2 separate regions of the Mus musculus genome follow, and region 1 is linked to region 2. A link is a contact called in public ChIA-PET data. All regions are on one chromosome and are shown on one strand. The core of a region is the stretch at or near the end of the contact, and the rest is flanking DNA. Distances in the headings are between cores, read along the strand shown.

Region 1 (6,860 bases), core at 671-3,170, 130 kb after region 2:
TGCCTGTCTTGTTAGCATGAAACCTGAGTCCAGACCCCTCCTTCCAGGTAAAAAGGTTAGGGTGGCACTGTGTAACTTCAATCCCAGATATGGAGACGTGGAGACAGGAAGATGTCTGGGGCTCACTGGCCAGCCAGCTCAGTTGAGTTTCTGAGCTCCAGGTTTTATGAGATATACTGTCAAAAATACGGTAGAGAGGGATTGAGGAAGCCACCCGATAATGACAGCTGATCTCCGTATACACACATCACCTGGACACACACACACACACACACACACACACACACACACACACACACACACACACACGTTGAATGGAGAAGAATCAGGAACGAAGCCTCATGGGGCTGTCTAGCTACCCTGCCATCTGCTCTGCTTTTCTTCCACAGGCTTTGCTGCTCGGTCATGGAGAGTGTGGTCAGACCTACTGAGTGCTGGGCATCCAGGAAACTCAGCACAACCTCTTCCACGACTCTGTTGGGTTGCTGCTTTCTGGTGTGGTGATAGCTCTGTCTTGGAGCGGCTTATGGAGATGCTTAGGAGCGCATCTGTGAAGCAAGAGTGATCTAATGCCTAGTTGCCTCAGCTCTGTGTAGCTCAAGAAGAGCCTGTAGTTTAGATTATGTTACTGTCAAAAAATGGACCTTAATGCCTCTCCAGGGATGAGAGGACTGTGCTGTGGTGTCAGATACATGCTGATGCTATACAGCCTGCCAGGAGGCTTAATTATATTCTGGGCTTATGTCCCAAGAATGAGAGGTATTGTCTCCTGGTTTAGGTGACCAGTCCCCACCCTAGAGCTGTCTAGCACCCACCAGGATCCCTGTTAGTATAACAGAGACAAGGCAAGGTTTTCCAGGCTCCCTGTCAGCACCTGGCACAGGAGCTGGTGACCTGCCCATCACACAGCAGGGGGCAGTCTCTGTGTGAGGCTACAACTTCTCGGGCTCTCCTCTTGCCTCCTGGGCTCCTGGGATGCCGTTGAGGGGCAGGTGGCCCCTCCAACCTCTCTGGTCTGAGCTCTGGGCTCAGGAGCAGCAGTGAGAATGTTTGGGATTTCTCTCTTTGCCTGATCAGCACATTCTGAAATGGTGTTAACATTTTCTAAATAAATCTCATTTCCTATTGATTTCCATTATGATTTTTGAGGAAAATGCCTCCTTCCCCCCAGGAAGTTATCTGACCATCATTAGTGTGTAGTGATGTGTTTGTTGGAAGTGTTACAGCTCATTAGGTGGCAGTACAGGTCACTTGTGTTCCTAGGCACTGCCCGGGCATTCTGATTTTACTGAACTGGATAATCTCCAGGAGCAGAACTTAGCCTGACCTGAGCTTCAGGGCTGGCCCAGATGTCCTTTCAACCCAGTCTTCCATCTGTCCCTGGGGCCTTGTTCCACTCTCCTATCCCCTTAGATCAGGGAGGAGCAAGGGCAAACCTCCTTGATTGGAGTCTTGAGATAGTAAGGTCTACTCCTGTTTGGTGATTCGAGTAGGCTGCTGTGCTTAGGCCTGGTCCTCAGAGCCGGGTTCCCCACAGCCCTGGTCTCCATGGTTCGGCTTGTCTGCTTGCATAGCCCTGGCGTGAGTGACTCCATAGATCTTGCTTGCCCTAAGCCACCTGTGTTGCATCCTCTCCCACTTGCAGCTCCTTTATCATTTTCCTAAGCACTCTGCTGGAGCTCGGTCCTCTAGCCTTGCTGAGAGGAAGCCTGCCTGTTTCCTCAGGGACGGTGCTTGCTGCTCTCCTCACTTCCAGTGTGGTTTTCTGAGACTGGGTGTCAGGGTTTCCTCTCTTGTTCTTGGTTTAGCCTCTCATCCTGTTACCATGACGCAGCAGGTCCCCAGATCCTCTAGTTGGCAGGTGTGTTGGGCACAGCACCCATTTAGGACCTGACTGTTCCTGCGGCAGAGAAGCAGCTTTTCGGTTGCAGAGGCCCTCTGTTGACCGTCGGTTGCTCATGTTTCTGTTCTTTTTTTATCCTCCGAACTGATGAGATGATCAGAATCTTTCCCTTTAATCAAAGCTCATTCCAGCCAGGCCCAGCAAAAGCTGGTGGTGTTCAGCCTGCCCTCAGCTAAGCATAGGGATTGAAAGATTTCTTTGTCAGATATCTAAATGTGGGCCATTGTGTCTGCTCTTTGCGCAAATAAATCTTTGTTGCCTGGTCTCGTGTCAATACTGCTAACCTGTAGCGGGAGTGCCAGGGTGCTGTGTGTTTGCATCATTTACCTGAACTTGCAGTCCAGAAGACTAGGTGCTTTCTGCAGGATTTCCGCTTATGGGCCCACCATTGAAAGCACTGAGGAGAGCGCTCTGCAGGCTGTGGCTGCTGTGCCCTCTGATGACTTTACAGCAGTGTACCTTGCCCTGCCACACAGGACATTTTGGCTTGAAAGATGATAGTAATTATGTCTGCCCACTCACTCATTATGTTTGAACCCTGATTGCTAGTGAAATGGAAATTCTGGTTTTGGAATTATTGCTGACCAGATTCCTTTATCAGTGAGAGAGTGTGAGCTCACAGTCACTTATAAAACAGGAGAAAGGAGTCATTCCAGCACACACATTCGCACTTCCGATGTATATAAATTGGAAGTCATGCTAGAGTTTAGCAGTCTATCTTACACTATGTTCAGAATAGGAGGTAGCCCTGCCAGAGACTCATTATGCACATTAGAAGCTGGCTGGGGAGCTGGTGGCTGGTCCACTTTCTCATTTATTACCTGTTTCCTGAGTAGCATGCAGTCAGTGAAAAATGGCCACTTCCCTATAATCAAGGATACTGTCCAGGTAGCTTACAGGCTGGGCATTCTGTCTGCCAGAATCAGTGGTTCCACCTGGCAGTGCTTAGCCCACACAGTAGAAAACTGGCCACAGATACCCACAGAGGTCCTCATGATTCCACGTGTGGTCTCACCACCTAATGAGTGTGGCCTTTGCCCTTTAGCAAACTCCTAGGAGTTCAAGGTCCCACGGTGAGCAGAAGAGAAGGTCAGGTGCTCAGAAGCTTGGTGGCATAGATAGCGGAGAGGCTCCAGCCTTGTCCTGCTTGGCTCTTAGAGGTAAGGAGCACAGCCCCAGGGTAGAGGGCTCCTTGTATATCTTCTCTAGGGAGTAAAGCACTGCAAACCTTCCCCTGCAAGGGTTTATGTAGGCACATAAGCAATAACTAGTGCTGTCACTGTTGTGGTTATTCTGCAGGACTGGTGCTCTACAAAGGGAAATGACCACATCTGGGCCCATCATGAACCCCTGGTAGAACCTGCCTTTCCAGTCAGCCATACCCGAGGGCTGTAGCTTCTAGTTCCTGTGCTTGTTTTTACAGGGCAGAAAGGGTTGGTTTTCCCTCTCTGCCAGGTTACTCTGATGATAGATAGTCCAGAAATGTGTTTAATTTTTCAGAGTAGTCTCTGGCCAGTTTGTCTTAGAAAGGTGCTGCCTGCCTGCAGGGTGCATGTTAGAACTGTTTGTTTTCCAGGTCCTAAGATCCCTACCTTCCCTGTGGTGGGTGGGTGGTTGCTACTACTGGCAGAATGTGGCCAGTGTAGGAGGCTGTGGCTCCTGGATGTAAGTCCCTGCGGTGGCTCATTTTCTCCTCTTTACCCTCTCCGAATCTTCAGTGGAGATCTCGAGCATTAGCTGTTCCTTTGACACAGAGTCTCCAAGGAGACCACCTCTCTGTCTCCAAGGAAACTATTCCCTTGGAGAAGTTGAGTCTAACCATGAAGACCTGGCAGTCACTTAGTATGACTATCTGAGGAGTGGATGATGGAGTGGCCGCTGATTCCTACACTGATGTCCCCAGGACAGCTGAAGGTAGAAGTGAGACTGGCTGTAGCCTGATAGTAGTAGATCACTGCTGGGAGTGGCCCGTGGAACCAGGGCACCTGCCAAGGCCACCTGCTCTGGTATCAGCTATACAACTCTGCAGGCTGTCCTCATTGCCTGCCATTTCCAGATGCCATGGTTTCCTCCCCAGTGCTGCCACTACCCTTGGGCTACAGGTCCCCAAGCAGCCACCTGCATATTCATGAGAGCTCATTCCTCATGCTCCAGTGTAGAAAGAACCTTGTTGAGTAAATTCAGTCATTTTCTAAACTGCTGCTTTGCAAGTGTTCATCAGATTTGAATTTCACATCAACTGCAGCGCCCTGCTTCAGTGAGCTGGGCCATAGCCGAGGCTGCTGCTGTCCCAGCAGGGTGTGCCCTTGGGAGCTGCAAAGGTTGCTGGGATGAAGAGCCACTCTAGCCCTTGGGTCTTTCTGTCAGTTTAGTTGTGTAACTAGAGCTAATTTCAGGCTGGAAGTGATTTTTGTCTTCTTTAAAAAAAAAAAAAAATTACCCCTGTAGAATTAGGAAGTTGATTAATCCTGTTTGCACAGGTCTGTACCAGACTTCTTAGTAAACAGAATCTAGTATATGCAGTGAGTGAGACCAGCTGGAGGAGTTGCCATGTGGGCAGCCTCTCTGCCCAGCAGCACGATAGTGCTAGGCCTCTTTCCGCTGGGCCTGGAACCCTGGTTCTTAAGTCTTTTCCTGCAGAAGCAGCCTATGGCAAATACACAGAGACCCCTGTGTCCTTCTGCACTCCTGTGGGTCTCAGAGCCATCACTCCACCCAGTGTTCTTTCCCTGGGGGTCTCAGGGATATCACCCCTCTTCCTAGAACCCTTCCCTCAAACTCATAGGGCCCTTTGCTTCTGTGAAGACTGGAGGGAATATGGCTGAATATCAGCTCTATTCTGTAGCTATGCACTGTCTTGTTGTAACTGATTTTGAATTGCTTTCTATTTCCCATCATTAATAAGGGCCTAATCTCTAAGCTTTCTTCTTGAGACTCAGCCCGTTTGCTGATACTATAGTAAAATACCTGAAACTACTTACTTATAAGGAAAAGAGGCTAATTTAGCTCTCAGCTCCAGAGATTCATGCCTAGGGCACTGATGTCAGTTTATCTCTGATGAGGACATGTGTCTTCACAGTGGTGGTAAAGTTATGAGAGGGACAGCTCATGCTACAGAACAGAAGCCAAAGAGGAGGCCAGAAAGTGGCCAGGCTTTTCTTTTGTGACAGCTCTCTTGCTGAGGACCAACCAGGACTCTGTGAGCTGCATTCTAGTCCCTCCTGAGGGCAAGCCTTCCCCAGCATAAAGACCTCCTCCAAAACCTGTTTCTTAAAGGTTTCACCACCTCTTCCATTGCATACTAAGGACCCAACCTCCAGTACATGGACCCTGAGGGGACAAAGCACCCCTGAACTGTGGCTCAGTCTCATGAGCACCGTGCCCCAGCTCTTCTGGTCAGCAGTGGGCAGAGAGTGCAGGGACTGCCTGTCTGCTGAGGCCTTGTTTTTCTGGGACCAGCCTGTCATTACCTCCTGTGGGCCTGACTGCCTCTCTGCCACAGCAGCCCAGTTAAGTGTGTACAGTCTTAGATAGCAGTGGGTCATCTGTAAGCTTCAGACAGGCATAGCATAGGGATTCTCCCTTCAATGGTTGGAAAAGCCTTAGTTTTGAGACATCCAGTAGTTAGCTGGTAGGATTCTGTGGTGACTAATTTTATATCAACTTGATACAAGATAGAATTATGTGAAAAGGAGGGAACCTCAGTTGAGAAAGACACCTCCATAAGATCGAGCTGTAGGGCATTTTCTTAATTAGTGATTGATGGGGGAGGGCCTAGCCCATTGTGGGAGAGGCTGTCCCTGGGCTGGTGGTCCTGGGTTCTTTAAGAAAGCATAAGTCATGATGAACAAGCCAGAAAACAGCATCCCTCCATGGCTCTGCATCAGCTCCTGCCTCCAGGTTCCTGCCCTGCTCTTGATGCTGTTGATAATGAACTGTTCTATGGAACTGTGAGTGAATTCAGTTCCTCCCTCCCCTAGCTGCTTTTGGTGGTGGTGTTTCATCTCCGCAATAGTAACCCTAGCTAAGTCAGGGTTTATACTTTGGGGACAATGTTTGTTCGAGCGTGGCTCTCTTGTTTTTAGTACTTAGTCCTGCATTTAGAGGCTGCCTGGTCTGGACAGGAACAGGTCTGCTGGGTCTGTGTACAGGAGGGATGTGCCTGGGTTAGGATAGGATCTCTGGAAGCTTGATGGCTCACTTCCTTCTCTCTCCTTTAGCCCCTTTACTAGAGTCACATGTGTTTGTGAACTGCCATCTGGGTGCTGGACATTGAGCCCAGGTCCTCTGCAAGAGCAATAACTACTCCTAACCACTGAGCCATCTCTCCAGCCCCTTAATTGTTCTCCCCTTGAAGAGTGGACTGTGGAGTTCTTCCTTAATGGAATTAGTTCTTTGACCTCAGGCTCCCCTGACAGCCTGTGCTTGTGTTGTGCAGAGCGAGTCCACCGGCATCTGGACGGGCATGAGGTGCGGTACCTGCAGTTTGCCTTCCGCTGGATGAACAACCTGCTGATGAGGGAGCTGCCCCTGCGCTGCACCATCCGCCTGTGGGACACTTACCAGGTGAGCACCAACCCATGGCCCAGCCCCACCCCGCCTTCTCCTACCCTGAAGAATGCACTCTTCATTGCAACAAAGTCTTTATAAAAAGCTAGCTCTGGTGTTCCTGTCATCTGGCTCTATGTAGAACAAGGGAAAGGACTTTCTAAGATTCTCCTTGTCACCTGATTGCACTCCAGCTGGTTGGTGACCGTCCCCTCCCATGCTCACTGGCAATTTACATTTTAAGCAGAGTTAAACTGTAAGTAATCATGTCCCTTTGCTGTACATCCGAGCAGCTTCCAGAAACTTTACACTCGGGACTCACGTGTTGTCTATGTTTTGAGTTACTTACAATGAAGATTTAAAGAACTCCTCAGACAGATGCAGCACAATATGAAATTTTCCACTCTTC
Region 2 (7,381 bases), core at 3,866-6,365:
TAAGCCTTTCCATGTTGCTGCTTCCTCCTCAACCACCACTTAAGAAAGTTCAAAACTTTGTTCTTTAATGTGCATGACATGTTCTTGTGTGAGTTCACACACACTGTGTGAATACAGAGGCCCAAGGAGACCAGAAGAAGGTGGCAGGTCTCCAGGAACTGGAGTTCCTGATGGCCGTGAGCTACCATGTGTGTGCTGGAAAGTGGAGCCGTATAAAAGGAGCTCTCTCCAGCTCCTCTCGCCATCATCTTTTGAATGGCGATACAATGATTCGAAAACGATCTTTATGTAAAATTGATATTAACATTGCATATCCATCCGAGGCAGCATTTTATTTTCGTGCTTCATCAAGACCTTGACATGTTTTGTGGTCTTCAGAATCAGTCTTAAGCTGCAATACCAGGAATGCTGTTCGCTGCCGTTCTGGGGGTGGGGGAGGCGAGGCCTGCCTCAGAGTCTAGGGAACGGGGTGCCTCCTTTTACTGTTGACTCACTAATTACTTTAATTGAAAAGCTGCATTGAACATAGAGCTGGAGACTTGGGATGTTCCCGGAGGGCCCACACAGGGACTGCTCTCCCTCTGCCGTCCCTCAGCTGCCTTTCTTGTCTCTTCTGAGGAGGAGGCGGGGCTAAGCACACTGTCGCCCTCATGCTCTTTTACAGATACAAATGGCAGCATGTAGGTGGCATGTACTCATTCTTTACTTAGAAATAAGCGTCGATTCCAGGAGCCTGGGGACAGGAGGCACCCAGCATGCACGTTCACTCCGCCCCCTATGTGCTCACCAGTTTCTTAATGCCACAGGAGCCAATCAGCATTTGAGAAAAATACTCTTTTATCAAAGTCGATGTAACATTAAAATAACACACAACAGGAGATTATCTCAGGGCAGACAGCTTAACACCCCCACCTCCCAGTGGCCATCTCCTTGAATGGCTGTCCTGCAGAAGATTGGCAACTGGTCCTTCATCTGAAAAGGTTTCTGTAATAGTTATAAACCTGAGGACTTCTCATTTTTACTATTGAGTGAAGAGAGGGCCCTTCCTGTGTCTCTGGGGTGGCTTCTTCAGGTGTTTCCCATGACCAACAGAGCTCTTTTGTCCGAACCCAGGTACCCACTTGAAAGTGGTTTGTCAGAGCTAGAGAGATGGCTCAGTGGTTAAGAGCACTGACTGCTCTTCCAGAGGTCCTGAGTTCAATTCTCAGCAACCACATGGTGGCTCACATCCATCTGTAATGGGATCTGATGCCCTCTTCTGGTGTGTCTGAAGACAGCTACAGTGTATGCATCATATAAATAAAAATAAATAAATCTTAAAAAAAAAAAAAAACCCAAAGAAAGTGGTTTGTCAACTCTTTTCTTTGTCATGTGTGGACTGTGGGGACCATGGGTGCCACTCACTCATACTACTGACATCTAAGATGACAAGAAGCACAGGTAGCCTGTGCACAGCACTGACACTGTAAGTGGTAACCAGGCATAATCTACCCGCTTTTCCCTCTGGTCGGCAGAGGCTGTCTCCCTGGAACATGTTGGTGCTCAGGCTGGTACCCTTCCATCTGTATTAGTTACCATTGCTCCTGCTGAGATAGAATGCCAGGGAAAGCAATGCACGGAAGAAAGGGTTTCCTGTGGCTCACAGTCTGAGAGCTCATTCCATTATGGCCAGGGCACATGGTGGCAGGAAGATGAGGCAGCTGCTCCTTTTGCATCTATTAGGAAGCAAAGACCAGTGCTGGTGCTTAAACTGGCTTCTCCTTTCCTCCCTTTCTATTCAGCCTGGGACCCCAGCCTGTGGGATGGTACCTCCATGTTCAGGAGATGGGTCTTAGTTAATCTTCTCTGGAGCCACCCTCACAGACTCACCCCGAGATGTGTCTCCTATGTGATTTCACATCTGGCAGCACTGAACATTAACCACTACACCATCCTGTCCAGTTGGCACCTGCAGCCTCTGAGGTAATTGCTCTACTTCACATCTTAAGCCCAGGTTCTTGGGTAGGAACGGGCATTGAAGCCACACCTCTCTGACAGAGTCCTTATGTGCTCTGCGCTATCAGTCCTCTTCTTGCTGAGGACTTGGAGCTTAGTGGGAAGACTAAGCATTCTGGGTAAGTTTAGAATGTAGCTGTTCTCTTGTTTTGTGTTATTCACGGGCACTGTAACACTGCCTAGTATTCCCACGTCCACTGCAGCACTACCTAGTAATTCCAGTTTTCAGCTATTAAGCTGGGGGCTGGAGAGATGGCTCAGAAGTTAAGAACACTTGATGGTTTCCCAGAGGACCTGTGTTTGAATCCCAGCACCCACATGGTGACTCACCACTGTCTGTAACTCCAGTTCCAGGGCATCCAACACCCTCTTTTGTCTTCCTCAGGTGTTTTGTATGTGGTACATGGACATACATACAGGCAGAATACCCATACACACTGTGGTAGTTTGAATGAGAATGGCCTCCATAGATCCAAATGGGTTGCACTGTTAGAAGGTGTGGCCTTGTTGAAGTAGGTGTGGTCTTGTTGGAAGCCGTGTCTCTTCCTGCTGCTTGTGGATCCAGATCAGAGTTTTCAGCTACCTTTTCTGCCTGCATGCCACCAAGGTTGACAAGAATGGATTAAACCTCTAAACTGTAAGCCAGCCCCAATGAAGTATTTTTCTTTGTAAGAGTTGGGTAGTCATGGTGTCTCTTCACAGCAATAGAACCCTAACTAAGACACACTTAAACTAAAAATAAATTATTCTTAGGAAAAAAAAGCCATAGTCGAGTGGCCTCACCCACTTAGTGTAAGGCAGGTTCAGGGTTTCCTGAATGTGCCTCATAGCAGGTATGTGCTGGGCACAGAGGCTAATACTGTGATACCAGGCTTCTGTGACAAGGCTTTGGCATCTGGTTCTGTGCTGCAAGGCTAGCTGATTGGAGGGGGAGCAGCTGGCAGGACAGATGTTTGGGGGTACTGTTGTTGGATATGCCAAGAAGAAGGCACAGGCTCGCCCCGCTCTGACCACTCTTACCACTCTTACACATAAGTAACTGCTTGCCCAGGCCTGACGTGCGCTGGAAGGCTATGTGCACACTTGAGTGTATTGTCCGAGGCTGGTGTTCATGGGTGAGTCCACGGGTATGACACCACACCTGTCTTATGAGTGTGATGGTAGTGACTGGAAGATAGGGCAAGGCCACCCCTAAGAAAACGCTTAGGAAAAGGGAGCAGGGCAGGTAGATATCCCAGGAAGCAGGGCAGGGGTGGGGTGGGGGGTAGCTGTGGTTCAGAGCCGTGTGCAAGCAAGCACGGTGTGCCAGTCATGGTGCCAGTCATTCCCAGCCTCAGGGTCACCCACTGGTGAAGCAGCCCTTGAAGTCAGGTTGTCCTGATAGAGCTGTTCTCAATTGGCCGGGCTGCACGAGTGTTGGTTCTGTGACAAAAGCATGGGCAATGGGCAGAGTGCAGCTGGCTGCTGGGCAAGCACTTGGTTCTGAGAGAGCTGGCATGCCAAGAAGAGAGCACTGTAGGTGGAGAGAAGGTGCTGACATCTCCTCCAGATCTGCCTCCACAGCCTCAGATCTTCTCACTACTGACACCTAGCCTTGCCTCAGTTTCTCTGACGGTAAATGAAGGAGGTGGTGGAGATGGTTGTCAAGATCTGAAAGCCTTCCAGATTTGGACTTTGTTCTGGGATTAGCTGAGAGCCGTGGGATATTTGTGGGTAGGGAAGTAGGTGACTGGAACTGTGCTTGGGGGAGGTTAATCAGGCTTCTGCTCCTTTGTGACAATCCCAATGGAAGGCAGGAAGTAGCAACATGTGGGCAACACTTTGAAATTCAGTAGCAAGTGAATTAGTTGGGCTCTGAACTGCAGCTGTTCGGAACTCCCTCTGTGCCATTTTTGGGTCTGGCAGAAGCGCCTCTCCCCTGCCGCTGCCTCCTCCTGCTTGCTCTCTCCCTGGCACCAGCCCTTTCTTCTCTGCACACCCTGTGGTCACAGCAGGCTCAAGTATAATGAGGCTGTTTGGAGCTGGCTGGTGGCAGAGAGAGAACTTGGGGTTGTTCATGAATCAGGATCACAGGCCACAGACAGGATGCTGGCACTCGAACCACACAGGCCCAGGGCTTATACACACTGGCTACTGAGCTCTGGGGTCTCCTCAGCTGCTGTTCCCAGCTGACTCAAGGGGGTAGCACAGCCCTGGTTGGAACAAGCTACTGTCTGCCATTTTGGTGGCTGCCAGGCCTTTGTCTGGTTCTTTGGAATCATTTTAGAAATGGGTTTCAGGGACTGAAGAGGTGGGAATTCGTGGCAGGCTCATTGTGATCTAAGGTGGATTTCAATTGGAGGTGTGGGCAGGCGGCTCAAGCTATAGGTGACTTTTCTGAACTTAGTATCTTGTCAAGTTCAGAGACTGCTACTCCATTTCCTTAGACAGTTCTCCGACCCCTCCAAATCCTAGCTTGTTTGTTTGGAGATAATCTTGCACCTGCTTTTACATTTTTTTCCCTTTAGTTCCCTGCCAGTCTATCTGGTGAGTATGGTTGAATAGTCTTGCATGTTCCAGATCTACTTCTTATATCCAGGCTGCTCCAGAGACTCATGTAGACCCCCCTGCCTCTTGTCCTCTCCTGCAGTCTTAGTGCAGGGCACTGGCCGGCACTGCTAATGCCCTTGGTTTAAGCCCTTCCAGTGCAGGCCATTGACTGTACAGCAGAGCCCCGTTCTTTCTCCCATCCGTTTATGGTTATTTTCTGAATAAATGTCTATGGAATTAGTAAGACACACATTTCCTTTGTGTGCTAGTTCTCTCGGAAGCCATTAGAACTCTTTTGTCTTCTATGCTTGAAAATCATCTCCATTACCTAAAGCACGTAGTGAAGTGTAACACCTGCTTAGCAAAGCCATTTTGACCCTCAGAGAGAATGCAGCATTTAATTTATGGTTATGTCATAGGGGATTTTAAAGTTTCTTTGGCTAGGATGGCTGACTCTTTTTTTCTTTGAGAGAGAAATCTTATTTTCATCTTAAAAGTTTCTTCTTTTTCTTGGGGTAGGAGGAGCATGCTTTTATTACGAGTGGAGATTACTTCATTCAGTTGCAGGCTGTAGAGTGTTTCCTGAGACAGGAAGGCAGCAGTGCTGTGAGTGGCTGCTGGGGAGGCAGGAAGGAGAGGCACAGTCTGTGTCCAGTCCTGGGACCACAGTGAGGGATGCAGTCCTGGGACTGTAGTGAGAGAGGGTGCATTTGATGGGGCTTGGTTGGGGTGTGTTGTAGTGCCAGGATGGCTGCCTATGTGCCATCTGTGCTGCTGGCTACTCTTGTCAGGGGAGCTTCCACCCTGGCCCGAGGCAAATGAACTTTACCTTTACCCAAGTTGAGTCCCACCATGACTTGGGTTGAGTTCCATCTTGATTAGGGACTGGAGCAGGTCAGGGCTGTGTAAAGAGGGGATACCTCGTGGGCCAGAATGAGGTCTGAGCATGGCTGCAGTGCTGGGAAGGTACTGTGGTCTGGGCAGCTGCGCTTTAGAGGCAGGATGTGGGAACTGGCTGGAGGCCCTGGCGTCCCTTTAAAAGAGCCATGCTGGTTTATAGGTCTGAGCAGCTTTTGCACACTCAGAAGACATTCTGTCCTCTCTCCCCGGCGGCTGGTGCAGGAGTAGCGGCGGCTGTGTCTTCTGGAATATTTATCTTTGTTATTCATCCTACCTCAGCCTGCATCCCTGGCTCCTCTTTGCCTGGCAATTCCTTCCTCCATCTTTGACAGCACTGAAGATGGAGCCTGGCAGGCTCTCCACTGTTGAATTGCCTTTCCAGCCCCCTGTTCATATTTCATCTGAGGCAGCATCTCTTTTTAGTTTCCTAGGTCAGCCTAGAACTGGAAATCCTTGAGCCTCAACCTCCCAGGTGGTTGGTTTATGTCAGATAGCATGCAACCAATCTTGATTTAAAATGACCTACCTTTGGTCTATAGAATTTAGCCAACACTGGGCACACTAATAAGAAAAACAGTAGTATCTGATTTTTTTGTTTTGTTTTGTTTTTTCGAGACAGGGTTTCTCTGTGTAGCCCTGGCTGTCCTGGAACTCACTCTGTAGACCAGGCTGGCCTTAAACTCAGAAATCTGCCTGCCTCTGCCTTCCAAGTGCTTCCAAGTACATGGAGGCTTGTTGCTGGTACCTTGCTTTCTTTGTGGCGGTGCTCGGCCCTGGCATTACTGGGTAGGTTGATAGCACCTGTGACTCATTGCTCTCTGCCTTCCCACCTCGTCTGTATTGTTGCTCTGAATTGAGGCTGCACAACGGTTTATCTGGACTCTCTGCTGTCTCCCTCAGAGATTGTGAGCCTGTTTTCCCAGTGTGCCATTTGCCAAGGGTTTTCCGCACAGCATTTCTTGGACTCCTCAAAGGTCAGTAAGCAGTTTTAACAAGATTGCAGCCAATTCTCATTAGAATTAATTTATTCACCCCTCACTAATTAATTCATCTGTTTGTGCATTGAGTTGCCCCCTCATTTATCTGGAAACATTTCTGAGGCTCCTGTCTGGCTCAGGATGCTGAAGACACAGAGCTGTGCTTGTTAGTTGTGAATGTCCCTGGAGGAGCTGCTATCTGGGGAACCATCAGGTAGTCACGGAGGAGTCCCAGTGGTGTGGATGGCCTTCTGAGGACTCAGGAACCAAGACTTGCTTAGGCAGGTGACTGTGAGAGAAAGTGCAGGGCCACAGGTGCAGCCTGCAGAGTGAGTTGTAGTGACAGATCTTGGGGAGCCTCTGGATGGGAGGCTAGTTTGGAATTATCCTGTTTATAGTTCCTTGACACTGCCTTCCTTACCTAGATGTCATGCCTTACCTTGGGCTTGTCATCTTATCACTTAAAGCCCAGATGGAAGGGTCACAAGTTCTGGGCCAGCCTGGGAATCCTGTTTCAGAAAACAGAGTACATTAAAAACTAAGTAGGAGCTGCTGCTCCTACTTGTTTAATCTTCTCCTCCCTCGGAGCTGCCTCCTGTGCCCAGCCTGCCTATCTCTCTCTGGCTCCTCCCCCTTTCCCTGCTGTGTAATCCAGAATGGGCTGGGGTCAGGGCATCGGTTAGCTCCATTGTCCAAGTACTTGGTGACCTGGCAGATAAGCTCAGCTCTAGGTGGGGTTTGGTCTTCCCTTCATCTCAGTGACAGATTGTGGTGTGAGGAATTCACAGCCTCCCTGAATGTGGAGGGAGGCCATTGCCTTCCATTGGGACCACGAAGCCTCTGAGGAGAAGCTGAAGGAGAAGTAGCCCTAAGACAAGATGCCTGAGGACTGTGCCAAGTCAACAGTGCCAGGTTTTTGTGGGCCAGTGGCCAGTGGTGTACCAGGGCTTGCTGTGAACAGCACACTGAGGTGGGGGCCT

Evidence for each region. ChIA-PET counts read pairs in DNA pulled down with a chosen protein or histone mark.
Region 1: a contact with region 2 is called in an RNA polymerase II ChIA-PET map of memory CD8 T cells, with 8 read pairs. The contact joins two enhancer-like sites. A contact is called at or near these places in 2 of 39 promoter capture datasets (hippocampal neurons and liver), 1 of 15 datasets of contacts at CTCF or cohesin (large pre-B cells), 20 of 484 Hi-C or Micro-C datasets (CD4 T cells, the HPC-7 cell line, Sertoli cells and 16 more) and 6 of 115 datasets of contacts at active chromatin or transcription factors (the HPC-7 cell line, T-cell acute lymphoblastic leukemia, double positive thymocytes and 3 more).

Annotation. Positions count from the first base shown.
Region 1 is chr15:86,384,736-86,391,595 of GRCm38.p6, forward strand. It overlaps Tbc1d22a (TBC1 domain family, member 22a), which reads left to right. Exons shown (of 13, transcript NM_145476.2): 11 at 6,342-6,469. Among named protein-coding and RNA genes, the nearest start is that of Tbc1d22a, 170 kb to the left of the region's middle. Within about 2 kb of position 1,921, at least 24 of the 459 cell types and tissues checked have an H3K27ac peak or open chromatin away from gene starts, as enhancers often do. A contact at or near this core is called in memory CD8 T cells, where this site is marked.
Region 2 is chr15:86,252,981-86,260,361 of GRCm38.p6, forward strand. The region is part of intron 4 of Tbc1d22a (TBC1 domain family, member 22a); the gene reads left to right. Among named protein-coding and RNA genes, the nearest start is that of Tbc1d22a, 42 kb to the left of the region's middle. Within about 2 kb of position 5,116, at least 30 of the 459 cell types and tissues checked have an H3K27ac peak or open chromatin away from gene starts, as enhancers often do. A contact at or near this core is called in memory CD8 T cells, where this site is marked.